Regions from separate parts of the Mus musculus genome. Here regions 2 and 3 are each linked to region 1. The links are chromatin contacts, called in public promoter capture Hi-C maps. All regions are on one chromosome and are shown on one strand. The core of a region is the stretch at or near the end of the contact, and the rest is flanking DNA. Distances in the headings are between cores, read along the strand shown.

Region 1 (4,513 bases), core at 897-3,396:
ATCTTCTGCTAGGAGCTAGATCTGACCTTTCTGCCGTGGGAGGAGGACCCACATCTGCTGTTCTGCAGGTAACAACAATCACTGTTGTGCACCTGAAGCAACGAGTGTACAACTGGAGATGCATTTTATTCTGACCCTCATTTTATTATCTAATTCACAGTGACATAACGGCCTGATGCCACTTATTGGTCAGTGGGTTTTTAGATACCGTACAACTCTTCCTGAGGGACAGTTCAGGACTCTGACAAGCTGCAGGTGTATGCCCCACTTGTGTGCAGGGATGCCAGCTTCCACAAGGAATCCCATTGTGCTCGAGAAATATTTGGTACCCCCCTCAACAGGTAGGAATGTCGGGTGTTATGTTCTTTCTGATCAGAGGCCAGAGTGGGGTTTGCTTAAGGAAGAGTCAAGTCACTGATAAAAACAGCTCACATCCCTTTGGGGAAGGATGAGATGTTTTGTAACCCCAAAGACTCCTTCATCCTTGTAGACCTGTGGATCAGAGAGCTGGGGTGAAAGTAACGGAAAGTAACCATCCTACGCCCTGGTCAGGTAGACACACACATAGGAGCATTGTCCTAATAGCCCTGAGGTTGAAGCCACCCTCTGTGAGCTCAGATAAAGGCGGTGGTTACAGGAAATGTAAGACGTCCCTGGGAAGTGTAGTGAGCTATTTGGCTTTTTCAGCAGGAAGAATTCAGGCTGGGACTGCGTGGCTCTGTGGGTAGGGTGCTTGCCCTGTGTGCACAAAACCCTGGCTTCAGATCCACACCAGTGCATAAACTGGGCACGGTGAGTGAGTGCTTGTATTCCCAGGATCCGGGAGGCAGAGACAAGGAGGATCTTAAGTTTAAAGTTATCTTTTAATAAACACGGAGTGGGGCCCGACCTTGGATACAGGAGGAGAAGAATCGAGATGCGCGCTATATCTGACATGGATGAAGCCTGAACACATGCTAAGTCACCAAAATGAACAATGAGCCACTAAAAGACAAATACGACTGTGTATATGGGAGACAAATACGACTGACTGCCTATATGGGATTCCCAGAGAAAACAAAGTCACGCAGACACACCCCACCCGGGGTGATATTTACCAAGGTGGAGAAGTGGTTGTTTGTCAACTGGATATACCTGAAAAGAGGGAACCTCAAATGAGAACACTGACGTCACCAGATCAGCCTGGTGGACTCCTCGCTGATGCATTTTCTTTATTAATAATTGATGTGGGAGGGCCCAGCGCACTGCGAGCTGGCACCATTCCCAGCAGGTGGGCCTGTGCTCTATAAGAAAGGTAACCCGATCCTGCGATCCTGCGCCTGCAGAAGGAAGCAGGTTAGAGCTCCCCTCAGTTGGCTACTCTTGGTTCTTGCCTCTGTGCCTGCTAACTTCCTGAGTTCCTGAGCTAACTTTCCACAGTGAGGAGCTGTGATTGGCAGGTGTCAGCCAAGGGAACTCCCCCCCCTCAGTTTCTTTTGGTTCCAGTGCTTATCACAGCAGTGAGAACTAAGACAAGCAGAGGGGGTTTTCTCTTTAATGCTTACCAAGAGTTAGAGTTGCTGTTTTGATGGTTTAAGGGTTTAAGTTTTGCAAAAAGCAAACAAGTCCTGGCCATCTGTTGCAAAATCGTGTCAACAGTCAGGCGTTTTAACGACTGAACTGCGCACTCTGGGATGGTTACGTTTCATGTTATGAATATTAGACTGCATTTTTATAACAGCCAACCTCTCACTTTGGAGCCCAGATTGGCCTCCTCTCCTTCCTGCTTCAGTAGTTCCCAGCGATGGGATTACTGGCTGATCACATTTTACAAGGACAAATGTAACTATAAAAAGGGATGGCAATAGAGCTCGAGAGATAAAGGGAGGCAAAAGCCATTTTAGCCTGACCAGCTGAACTAGAATTCGGAAGGAACAATGTTTTGCCCTAAAGCTCCCTCCCTTGCCCTCCCAGGGCGGGCGCTGTGGCACCCGCGCAGGCGCCCCACGATAACCCTCTCTGGCAACTCTGGCTGTACCTCTGCTCAGGCGACCAATGAACACTCGCCTGTGGCCAAGCTCACGCCTCCATTGGCTGCACCCCGCCAACCGCGGTCCTCGCAGGTTCCCAAGCCGGGTTTAAAGGTGTCAGGCGCGCACGGCCCCTCACTGTCATCCGCCGGCACGCAGGTCCGCGGGGAGGGCGATCTGCCGACCGGCCCACCCCTGGGCGTTAGTGAAGGGCGCCCCGGGTCGCCCCACAGCCCCCGCCCCAGATGTACTATGCGATTTCCCAGGCGCGTGTGAACGCGGCTCCCGCGACCATGTTGCGGCCACAGCGGCCTGGAGACGTGCAGCTCGGGGCCTCGCTGTATGAGCTGGTGGGTTACAGGCAGCCACCTATCTCCTCATCCTCATCCTCATCCTCTTCCACCGCATCCCTTCTCCCCAAGCCTGCGCGCGAGAAGGCCGAAGCTCCGCTCGCTGAACCTCGGGGACCTGCGCCAGAGTCCGGGGGCGCCCGGGCCGACGCCAAAGAGGAACAGCAGCAGCAGCAGCTGCGGCGCAAGATCAACAGCCGCGAGCGGAAGCGCATGCAGGACCTGAACTTGGCCATGGACGCGCTGCGCGAAGTTATCCTACCCTACTCGGCAGCGCACTGCCAGGGCGCGCCGGGCCGCAAGCTCTCCAAGATTGCCACGCTGCTGCTCGCCCGCAACTACATCCTGCTGCTGGGTAGCTCGCTGCAGGAGCTGCGCCGCGCGCTCGGCGACGGTGCGGGACCCGCCGCCCCGCGCCTGCTCCTCGCTGGCCTGCCTCTTCTGGCTGCCGCGCCGGGCTCTGTGCTGCTGGCACCCGGTGCCGTGGGACCCCCCGAAACGCTGCGCCCCACCAAGTACCTGTCTCTAGCGCTCGACGAGCCACCGTGCGGCCAGTTCTCTCTCCCAGCTGGTGGCGCGGGTAGCCCTGGCCTCTGCTCCTGTGCGGTGTGCAAGTTCCCGCATCTGGTCCCCGCCGGCCTGGGCTTGGCAGCGGTGCAGGCCCAGTTCTCCAAGTGAGGGCTGGCTGGGCCCGGGGCGGAGCGCGACCTCAGCCAATCTTCCCGCGCCCCCGCGTCCTGGATCTAGGCAGAGCTGGCCCCAGAAAGGAGGACATTTCCAGACTTCTCTCCCAGACGACAGACTGTAGGGCGCCTTCTTCCCCGCCCCCACTCCCTGGCAATTAAAATAACCCAAGCGGGTGTTCCAAGGAGCGATGTAGTTGCTTGGGATTCTAGATGAATCCCACCTGTTTAGAGCCAGAAGTCTTCGCATCCCCACCACAACTCACCCACTGGCAGGGGTGACAACCCCCACCACCGCGGGCTATTCTCGTATCCGTGAGCATCGCGGAGTCGGGGAGGACGGTAGCCGGCCGGTGCGGTATAAGGGGGTTGCCCTGGGTGCAGCGAAAGGCTGCCCCCAGCTTGGTTTCCTGGCATGCTTCCGCTCCCTGGCCTAAGAGCTGCTCCCCAACAGTGTCTACCCAGAGGGGCGTCCTTTCCTTGTCCAGGGCCTGAGCGCACAGGCTCCCTTGCTCTCTCCAGCCAAACCATGCGGATCTAGGAGGTCTAGAAAGCCCAGGCCACCGGTACAAACATCAAGGGTGTTACGGATGGGCCGCTCTGGAAAGCCCAGGGTTTCCGAGCTGGATGTTACGCGGGTGCGCTCGGTTACCGCGCTCGGTGGTTGGGGATGCGAAGTGGAGAGGTTCCTCTCCACTCCCAGTTCTGTTTTTCAGGCTCGCCCAGGTGTTTTGTTGCAGTTTATGCTCCTTAAAACCTAAAACCCTTACTTAGTCTCCACTTCCCTAAAGGTAGCTTAACCAACGTTTGAGCTTGCTTGAAAACAAAATTCCAACCACGTTCCATGCCATCGGTGTTCGGACTTACTAAAATAGGTAGCAAGGCACGTCGTAGCGCAGGCTTATAAAATTCGGTCATTAACGTTCTCATTAAAGTAAGCGGAGTTGGGCGAGGATCCCAAACCGCCTACCCGCCGCGCTGCAGGCGGGAAGGCGCTGGCACTTCACAGGCTGGTCCTTAACCACAGCAGTGCGGCTGAAGAACTCCGTGGACGCGTGCGCGCGTGGGTGCCGCGTCTTGGCTTGTGACTAGCGTTAGGAAATTACCCAAGATTATTGCATAATCTTCACCAGCTTGCTTTGATTCTTTTTTATGTTGGAAGTTTTGGGTTGTTGACAGTAGCCGAATTTAACTGGCATTTTATTTGACCTCTAACTCTGTCCCTCCTGAACTGTACAGAAATCACAAAATAAAACGTCAACAGTTGAATTTTTACGTTTTTCGTCTGTTTGTTGAATAAAAATGTCCTTGTGTCCTGTTAGAGTCACAACGTAAGAGTGAAATCACAATGACTGGGTTTCCACATTTTAAAACTTGAATTCTTGACCTGTAAAATAATCCAATGGAGAGGCAACTGTGATTCAAATCCAGGTATCAGCTGGTCGTAGAAGGGCAGGGGCGAGCTGGTTAG
Region 2 (4,513 bases), core at 572-3,071, 440 kb before region 1:
CTCTTCCTGTCTTTTCCATCTGTCTAATGATAAACATTTCCCTAATGTCTACACTCCCCGCCCCCAGCCTGCCTCTCACTCTCCTGTGCTCTTTAAGCTCCTTGTCTTTTGTGAGGATTCATTCACTTGGTGTGGTTGGTCCAAGGTCTTGTCTTCCCTGGTATAGTGATGACTCCCGTGGACCGAATACCTTCTGTGTGTCTCAGGCTGTTTCACACACATCTCCTGCATCACCTGGTCACAGCCTGACAATATGGACGCATGGAGATGCACTCACAGTGTCAGAGACATCTGGAAGCTTCTACAGCCCCAACAGCACAATGCTGCCTGCCCCCATCCCTCAGGGAGCACGGTTCCCTTACTGGGCCCGCATCTTCATGCCCTGCCAAAGAACCTGACACACACTGGTAGCCAATCTAGATCTAGATGAGGGGATAAGATAGACGAATAGGAGGGACCCGAGGTCTGCACACTCTTTCTCCAGTGGTCTTTGTGAATTGAGCAACCTTACCTACTCTTCCAGCCTTAGTTTACCCAACATAAGACGTTCATATTAAACTTATATCCCATGATTATTGAGGCTGTGTTTTTAAAAAAGATTGTGTGTGTGTGGGGGGGGGGGCAGAGTAGAGTTCGAGTTCGTGGGTCCCCTGAGAGAGATTCAGGGTGGTTGCAAGCTGCCAGCGCTGGGTGCTGGAATCTGAACTAGTGTCCTCTGGAAAAGCAGCAAGTTCTATTAACCGCTGAGCCATCTCTCCAGCCCAAGGCTATGCAAACTGGGTCTCTCCATACAAACACCAGTATTTAGCATTTTCTTCCCACCCTCAGGATCTCAATTTGGGCGACCTAGCCCCCCGAAGGATGTGTGGCTGTCATCCTCCTAGAATCTAGTGGTCCAGCTCTGAGACAGTGCCACAGGGAGGCAGAGTGTCCTCTTGTTCTGCTGGCCTGGCCTCCGCACTCTGAGCTCTGCTCCCAGAGCAGGGCGGGGCTGGAAGCCTAGACCCGCCCTTGGGCCTCATTATCTACGTTTCCGCGTCAGGCGCGCTGGGTGAACTTGGCAAGCCCTCCCGGCGGTGGATGGGGAACACTTTGTGCCGAGCGCCCGCCCGCCCGCCGGGCCCTCCTCCTTCCCACCGGCGCCGCGGGGCCTGGACGCCTGCGCTGTTCTTAGGTCTGGGGTCTCTCGAGTGCCTAGCACCTGGCCCCGCAGCTCTGGACTCCCGCTCATCGTCCCTGGTGTCATCACCGATCTATTGGTCTACGGGTGTCCAAATGCGTAGACACCGCACGTAGTCAACAGGGTCATATAGATGCCGTGGCCCATTTTAAAACAAAGCTCAATTATAAGCGCTCAGCCGCTGTTTATTCCAGCCCAGTTTCAGATCCCCGAGGGCTGCTGTCAACTAGCACCCACAGGAAGCTCCATCCGAGCAAAAGGAACCTGGCTCGGAGCCTCGTGACTGGTTTGAGACTACCAGCTCCCTCAGGTCCGGACTGCTAGAGCCTAGGCAGATTTCTATGGTGGGCAGAAAGTTGAGGACCCAGTCTCCCATTCAGTGCGATCAGACGTACTGCGTGCTTGGTGGCTGAACAACAAGCGCTGAAGGTGGCAGAGACGGTAATGTCTCTATCTCCGGGACCTCACCTCCCACCCCCCTTCCCACGATCTCCGCTCCCCTCTAGCCAGGGCTGTACGCTGCTGCCTTGGTTCTAAAGTGCGTCACGGACGGGCACCAGCCGCGCTGCTCCACCGGCCTGGGTGAGGTTGGCGCCGAGCCAGCGCAAGCTGAGCCAGCAGCTCTTGACCATCACCCCGCCTAGAGACACCGGCGTGGAAAGCGCTCAAGCTGCGCAGCATCGGGTCGCTGCTGGAGACGCTCTCCGCTTTGGGCTCGGCGCCCCCGATCGGCCTCGGCCAAGCTCCGGAGCACGAGGTGACACCCCCTAAACTCCCTAGGCTGGCTCCCTAGGTTCATGGAGCCAGGAAGATTTCTTCTGAAGAAACTACGCCTCGGCCTCCCTGGGATCCTCGCCCCGCCCCGGGTCTCCGCCCCCTCCCCTTGGCTGGGGATCCCGGACCCGGCGGCGACCGCCTAAGAAGCTCCAGCAGCCTGGACAAGGAGGCGGCAGGGGGCCGGGAGCTGGTGGCTACAGACTCGCCCCGCCATGTGACGCGGTCCTCCTTGCCTGCGATCCCAGCGCCAGCGCCCGCGCCCAGCCGCGCCGCGCATCATGCTCCTGCCAGGACACCCGCGTCCACCACCCGCGCCCCAATCGGCGCAGAATCAGGGCCTCCGCAGGCAGGTAGAGCCTCCGGGGCAGCTTCTGCGCCTGTTCTACTGCACGGTCCTAGTGTGCTCCAAAGAGACCTCCGCGCTCACCGATTTCTCTGGTAAGAGCGCTCTTGCTTGCCTCGAGCCCGCGTTCCCCTAGCTGTTGCCCAGGTGAGTGGCCTCTGCATGGGGCACTACCTGGTTGGATTAAAGTTGAAGTGTTCTCCCTAACTAGTTATCTTGCCTCGTGGGAGCCCTTGGCATCTAGGTGGTGGTAGCAGGGAAGTCAGCCCTTATTAAGGCCGGGCTTATTTCGAGTTTCTCTAGGCTCTCTTGACTTTTGTTAGTTTCCTGGGCATCGGCGACGCAGCCCTGACCTTTGCATGTTCACCAGAGGACCCCTAAGCTGAGCCCGGACCCCTAAGCTGAGCCCGGACCCCTAAGCTGAGCCCGGACCCCTAAGCTGAGCCCGGACCCCTAAGCTGAGCCCGGTACCACGCCCAACTCTGGAAGATTGCCGTGGTCTGGACGAAGGGTTGCACTTGGCTGGCCACTCACACGATAAGGGTGCGTCCCAACCAGACTCCAGGGTACCCATGTAAGGAGACTTGTCCAGGGCACGTTGGACAGAAAGTCCAAGCCAGCCTCGAGGGGGGGAGCCTGGGAAGACTGGAGGTCTGGTGGAGATGCCCGGAGACTGATAGAAGCTGACAGAACAGAGACTGGACTCAGAGGCATGACTCTCCAACAAAAGGTGGCAGCACCCCCCCCCCAACACACACACACACACACACACACACACACACACACACACACACACGACTTTCTCCTGCCAAGTCAAAGATCAATGTGCTCTTTGGCGAATTCCTACCTGACCTCTGAGCAAAATACCTTAGCAAGGTGTGAGGCAAGGCTGCAGGTGGCAGTTAGTTGTGGGGATGGTTTTTAGAATCCATGCTCAAAGTGACAAATGTCTTTACCACTGCAACCGCCCCGGATCTCCATGTGCTCGGCATCTTTCTCCATCAACCCCAAGAAGCATCTATCTCTACCTACATCCTTTCTCTTGGGACCTTCTGCCTAGCTCAGGCTGGGCACAGACTCTAGCAACCCCCTTGCTACCGTTTTTTTTTTTTTTCTTTTCTTTTTCAGCATAATTGTGGTAAAGTCACCTGTCTGCTCCGCTCTGTTCTGCTCGTGTGACAGACTACTAGGCAAAGAAACTGGAAGTGCAGACTTGAGCTGGGTTTCTGGTTTGCTTACAGAGAATGTCATTCATTGTTAGCTGAGGTCAGAGGTTCTTTGCTTAGAATATTTAATATCAAGGCAGTGTTCTTGCCCGGCCAAGGAAGCCAAGATATGCCTGTTTGGCAAGCAAACCACAGTCCTTAAAACCAAGCTGCAGAGAATCAAAACTCTGGTAAATGTGCTGAGGAAATTCATCGGGTTTTTTTTTTTTCTAAGCACTGTGAACTTTTTTCTTTTTCTGTGACAGAACTTTCTTGGCTTCCAGAAACTTTCTGTGTTTGCTGATTTAAGCTGTAGCGAGCAGCTCCGAGTTCAGCCACTCTCTTGCCCTGATTATTGTAAGGAAAGAATTAAAAGCCGACAACCACCCTCACCCCCCCACCCCCATCCCATGACATCATTGCAACTGAACAAATATTGCTTTAGACAAATTGTAATGAAACTCCCCCACCGGCAGATTATAAACTCTTAAGAGTTTGTTTCTTGAGGGAAGCAGTTACAGTACTAACAGTGTGCAGTTTACCACACGAGTCTGGAAATTAACTGTGCTTAGCACCTTGACATAGAGCAGATCTAATCTACAAACTGGGAGGCAGCATCCTGTGAGAAGCAGGTGCTTTGGCTCTTAAGTAGTGAGATTGATGGATGGCTTTTCCTGCTGTTTTCCATGGTTTCTAAGTCTCAGAGCCAACAGCAGGTGGTGGCATTGCCGGGCCATTTCAGCCTTCCTCCTTACTCTCTAGGGACAGAAAGAAACATGTGGTTCTGTCTTCCCAAACTGTAGGCCTGCTCAGGTTTAAACCCAGGTTCTATATAATGTGGGACAGGGAAAAAAACCTCCATAGTCTCAGCGAGAAAAGTTGGCCCATTTAACTTTAAATTGCAGCTGCGGGAGCAGACCGTGCAATAATGTGGTAGCATACAGGGAAAACCTACGCTCCCAAATGGACAGTTCGAGTGTTCAGTTGAGAGTGTTGGCCTCTTCTTGT
Region 3 (4,513 bases), core at 1,186-3,685, 330 kb after region 1:
AGCGCACAGCCCCAACTGCTCTGGCAGCCTCCAACCTGTGCTGATGGCCCTGGAGCCTGGCCCAGAGTCCTCCCTCCCTCCAATTGGCAGGGCTGGCTTCATCTTGATGGCACGCTGATGCCTTCCTCCTGTAAGCCCTGAGACCCACTGGGCCTTGCCTCACAGAGAGCAAGGTTTGACTGTGATGGACCCTGGAGAGTGCAGACAAGCTGCGGGTGAACAAAACGCAGGAATGACTGTATCTGCTGTCCTTCCAGCCCTTGGAATGGAGCCCTCCAGATGCCCTGGCTAGGCCCAGCTTTGGTGTTTAGGACTCTCTCCTACAAGGTGAAGCAACCAAAATGTCTATCAGTAAGAGACCAAAAACACATTATTGTACATCCAAATAACAGCACACGGCTTTTGAAATTGTATATATGTGATCCTGTGTGGAGTGCATCTGAGTGCAGGTGCCCACAGAGGCCAAAGTCATGGGATTCCCTGGAGTGTGAGTTTCAGGGGAGCTGTGAGTCTGATGTGGCTTCAGTCAAGAAACTGAACTTGGGTCCTCTTTCATAGCAGGGAGCACTCAACCTCTGAGCCACCTCTCCAGCCCTCTTAGCAACTTTTAAAATTTTAATTAAAAAAAAAAAAGATTAGTCTACATACATCAATGTGTAAATGTGTCATTATCTGTTGCCAAATAGCATTGTGTTATGATGGCCTCCTTAAGAGTAGAACTGGGGGGCTGTCGAGATGGCTCAGTGGTTAAGAGCGTCGACTGCTCTTCTGAAGGTCCCGAGTTCAAATCCCAGCAACCACATGGTGGCTCACAACCATCCGTAACAAAATCTGATGCTCTCTTCTGGAGTATCTGAGGACAGCTACAGTGTACTTACATATAATAAATAATTAAAAAAAAAAGAGTAGAACTGGGACATAAAGAGTGGAGAGTGAAGGAGAGAATTTTGAGGAACTCCCCCAGCCTTTTTTTCAAGACAGGGTTTCTCTGTATAGTCCTGGCAGTCCTGGAACTGGAGCTGTAGACAAGACTGGCCTCACCTGCCTGAGTGCTGGGATTTAAGGCGTGCTGGAGGGTTTCACTTTTTATTTGCTGTTTCTGTATTGTCTGAAAACTTTACTTGATAATCTTCTTCAATGTTTATTACATTAAAAGACACATAAGGACTAAGCAAGATTGATTCTTTAATCAATTGACCCCAGTAGTGAATTTAGAAAACCAAAACCAAAACCAAACAACGCAATAGCGTTGAAGGCTGCTGTCTAGCTGATAGAGGAAGAATGGGGAGGATCAAAGGGTGTGTCTCCTGAAGAGGAAAAAACTACATCCTCACCCCGTTCCGATTAAACCTGCTTTTCTTGAAGCATCGCTATGCAAATTAACCTCTGGGTTTCATTTTTAGGATCAGGAAGTCTTTGAACACTATGCTCGTTTAAGTGTTTAAATTGCTTGGCTCTGGTTTTTGGAAGCCGCACACAGGTAGAAAAGACAAACGAGAAAGGAGGATGAGAAGCCTGGGAATAAGCGCCCCTGGAATTATCTAGAAATGGGATTTGTGGTACAAATAGGGTGAAGAGTTGGAGCGCGAAGGATGCACGGGGGGGTAGGGGGGTGGATGTTGTTGAGGGTGAGCATATCTACTCCAGCGAGAGGTTTGAATTCCCACGCCCCTCCTCCCATCGCAGCAGCAAGGTGGAAGAGCGAGCCCAGCCCTCTGCTGCTACGGTCGGAAAGGTCACGTATCTACCCACCTCTCAGGCTCAAGTACCTTCCAGTGGTGAAAACCAACTTACTGGCTAAAGACCAAAATGGCCTAGCCTACAACGACCACTGCTCTGCTACTTCTCTGAAAAGGCCACTCGCCACTTAGGATGAATTCCCAAAGACTTCCCTCCCTCTCCTCCCTCTCCTCCCTCTCCTCCCTCTCCCCCCAGCGCTTGCAGGATGGAGGGGAAAGTCAAGGATACAAGGACAGTTCCTGGCAACGGCTCCGAGCAAACGGGAGGGTCGCTCGTCCCCAGACGCTCGTGGGGCCTCGGTGGCGGCTGCGGCGGTGCCCCACAGGACCTCCATCCCCTACCGATCGCCTTGGGGACCTCCCCAGACTCAGGACGAGATGCGCGGCGGAGCGGCCTGCCTCGGCTGAGCGCGGGTCACGGCGGCGTCAGGGCCACGGGGCGCCGAGAGGACGCGGGCGCAGGCCGGGCCCCGCCGGTCGCCCGCGCGCTCCTTGGCACCGACACGGGCGGCGCCACAGAACCTCAGGCCGCGCCGGGCCGGCGCCCTGCGTTCGATCGGCAGATCACAGAAACCCGAGACCTGCCAACCGCACTCACCCGGCTACCTGCGAAGTCTACACCGAGCCCAGGCAGGAGCAGGGACGTCGAGGGCGCGCGTCTGTCCGGGAAGCAGCGGCCCGATCAACCTCAGTCCGGGAGCCGGGGGCCGGCGGCGGGCGGGAGGCCAGGGCGCCGGTGGGGCGGGGGCGAGGCGCCGTGCGCACCGCAGGAACCAATGGGATTGCAGCAAGTGGCCTGCGTGGGCGGGGCATAACCCCTGGAGGCGGGACCGGGACCTCAGAGGCGGAACGGGGCTGGACCCGTGCGCTCTGCGGAGACCAATCATAGTGCGACCGATTAGATAGAGGGCGGGGCTTGATTCCTGAGGGCGGGGCTGGCGCGGTGCTCTACCTGCGTCCTGGAGCTGAGGTCCGGACCTCTCCTGCTGCGGTTTGCGGTAGTAGTGTAAACTCAAGCGCCTCAGCATCGGTGAGAGCACCGGTACGGGGAACCCAAGCCTATTACGCAAGGTCCTCTTGCATATCAGCAGTTGAGCATTGTTCACCAGCTGCCGAGAGTCGAGAACGCACTCCAAGACGTTCAAAAACCAAGACCTCAGAAGATGAAGTTACAGGTCCAGGGATCCCAGTCAGTACTGGTTTTCTGAGGGTACCCGCAAAGCAAAGCTACATAGCTATTTCAGCCTGATTCCTTTTTCCGTCTATCCAAATAGATTTTTGGCTTGTTTTGGGAGCAAATCTTTACTTATCTCCTTTAGAGATACTGCCTCTGGATTTTTCAGCATAACTTCAAAAACCACATTTCCTACAGAATATAAATGCAGTTAAAGAAAGATGCAAAGTCCAAGTTACTACTACATTGAAGGTAAAAACACACTTCACCTAGATAGAGTAAAGCAAAAAGATTTTTGTGTCACGTAACTGTCACAAATGACATCCTGGATCCTGTTACTCCTGTAGTTCTTGTATATAATCTAGGATTTAGGTATTCAATAAATATTCACTGCATAAATTCCTTTTTGGAGTATGGGATTATGCACACACACTAACAAGCAAGAGGGGCAGCAGAAGGGAACATCTTTAGGTATCTGTCCCAGAGCTAGGGAATGTAGTTCAGTTGGTACATTATTTAGCCTTAAATACATAAGGCTCTGGCTTGTATCCCAAGCATCATATAAACAGGTGTGGTGATACATGCCTGTGATCCCTGCATTCCAAAATGTCTCAGCTTGGGTATGATCATGGTCTCAAGCATATTTCTATTTCCAGTCAGACTGGATTACACAGCAAATTCAAGACCAAACCGAGCCGGGCGTGGTGGCGCACGCCTTTAATCCCAGCACTTGGGAGGCAGAGGCAGGTGGATTTCTGAGTTCCAGGCCAGCCTGGTCTACAAAGTGAGTTCCAGGACAGCCAGGGCTATACAGAGAAACCCTGTCTCGAAAAAAACAAAAACAAAAACAAAACAAAACAAAACAAAACAAAAGATCAAGCTGAAGTGAGGTCCTGTCTCAAAACTACTGGAGGATCTGGGATATAGTGTAGTAGTAGTGCGTTGCCTGTCCAGAATGTGCCGTCTGCTTTCACTTCTCCATCAGTTAAAAAGGGGGGCAAGGGGGACTGGGAAGATGCTCTACCGGAGGACCCAGAGTGGGGCTCACATCCACCTGTAACTCCAGATCCAGGGGCCACCTTCCTCTTCTGGATTCCCTGGACATCAAGCATGCAAATGGTGCACATATATGCATTCAGGCAAAACAAAAATACACAGGCTGGAGAGATGGCTCAATGGTTAAGAGCACCAACTGCTCTTCCAGAGGTCCTGAGTTTAATTCCCAACAACCACATGGTGACTCACAACCATCTACAATGGAGTCTGGTGCCCTCTTCTGGTGTGTCTGAAGAGAGCAATGGTATACTTATATACATGAAATAAATAAATAAATAGGGAAATAAAACCACTCATACACATAAAATGAGTTTGAATATTGAAGAAAAAGACCAGACCTCCATACATGCATTACTTGAATTGGAACTCCACCAAATGCTATGCAATCATATACTTTGGTGGTTTTGTTTTGTCTTGTTGCTGATTTTTTTGATTGTTTGTTTCCAAGACATGGTTTTCCTGTGTAACAGTGCCCTGGTTGCCCTGGAACTTGCTTTGTAGACCAGACTGATCTCCATCTCATAGAGATCCACCTGTCTCTGCC

The links. Promoter capture Hi-C pulls out the DNA fragments that hold promoters and counts their contacts.
Region 2: a promoter capture Hi-C map of erythroid cells shows a contact between it and region 1, with 2.1 times the contacts expected there. The contact joins the promoter of Eva1c here to the promoter of Olig1 in region 1. A contact is called at or near these places in 4 of 39 promoter capture datasets (cranial neural crest, embryonic stem cells and erythroid cells), 1 of 484 Hi-C or Micro-C datasets (embryonic stem cells), 2 of 115 datasets of contacts at active chromatin or transcription factors (both in embryonic stem cells) and 1 of 9 other capture datasets (macrophages).
Region 3: a contact with region 1 is called in a promoter capture Hi-C map of embryonic stem cells. The contact joins the promoter of Tmem50b here to the promoter of Olig1 in region 1. A contact is called at or near these places in 1 of 39 promoter capture datasets (embryonic stem cells), 2 of 115 datasets of contacts at active chromatin or transcription factors (embryonic stem cells and large pre-B cells) and 1 of 9 other capture datasets (liver).

Annotation. Positions count from the first base shown.
Region 1 is chr16:91,267,623-91,272,135 of GRCm38.p6, forward strand. It overlaps Olig1 (oligodendrocyte transcription factor 1), which reads left to right and starts at 2,147. Exons shown (of 1, transcript NM_016968.4): 1 at 2,147-4,317. The coding sequence starts at 2,255. The coding sequence ends at 3,037.
Region 2 is chr16:90,829,038-90,833,550 of GRCm38.p6, forward strand. Eva1c (eva-1 homolog C (C. elegans)) reads left to right here and starts at 1,822. Exons shown (of 8, transcript NM_001199210.2): 1 at 1,822-2,395. The coding sequence starts at 2,236.
Region 3 is chr16:91,595,245-91,599,757 of GRCm38.p6, forward strand. Tmem50b (transmembrane protein 50B) reads right to left here and starts at 2,436. Exons shown (of 7, transcript NM_030018.3): 1 at 2,338-2,436.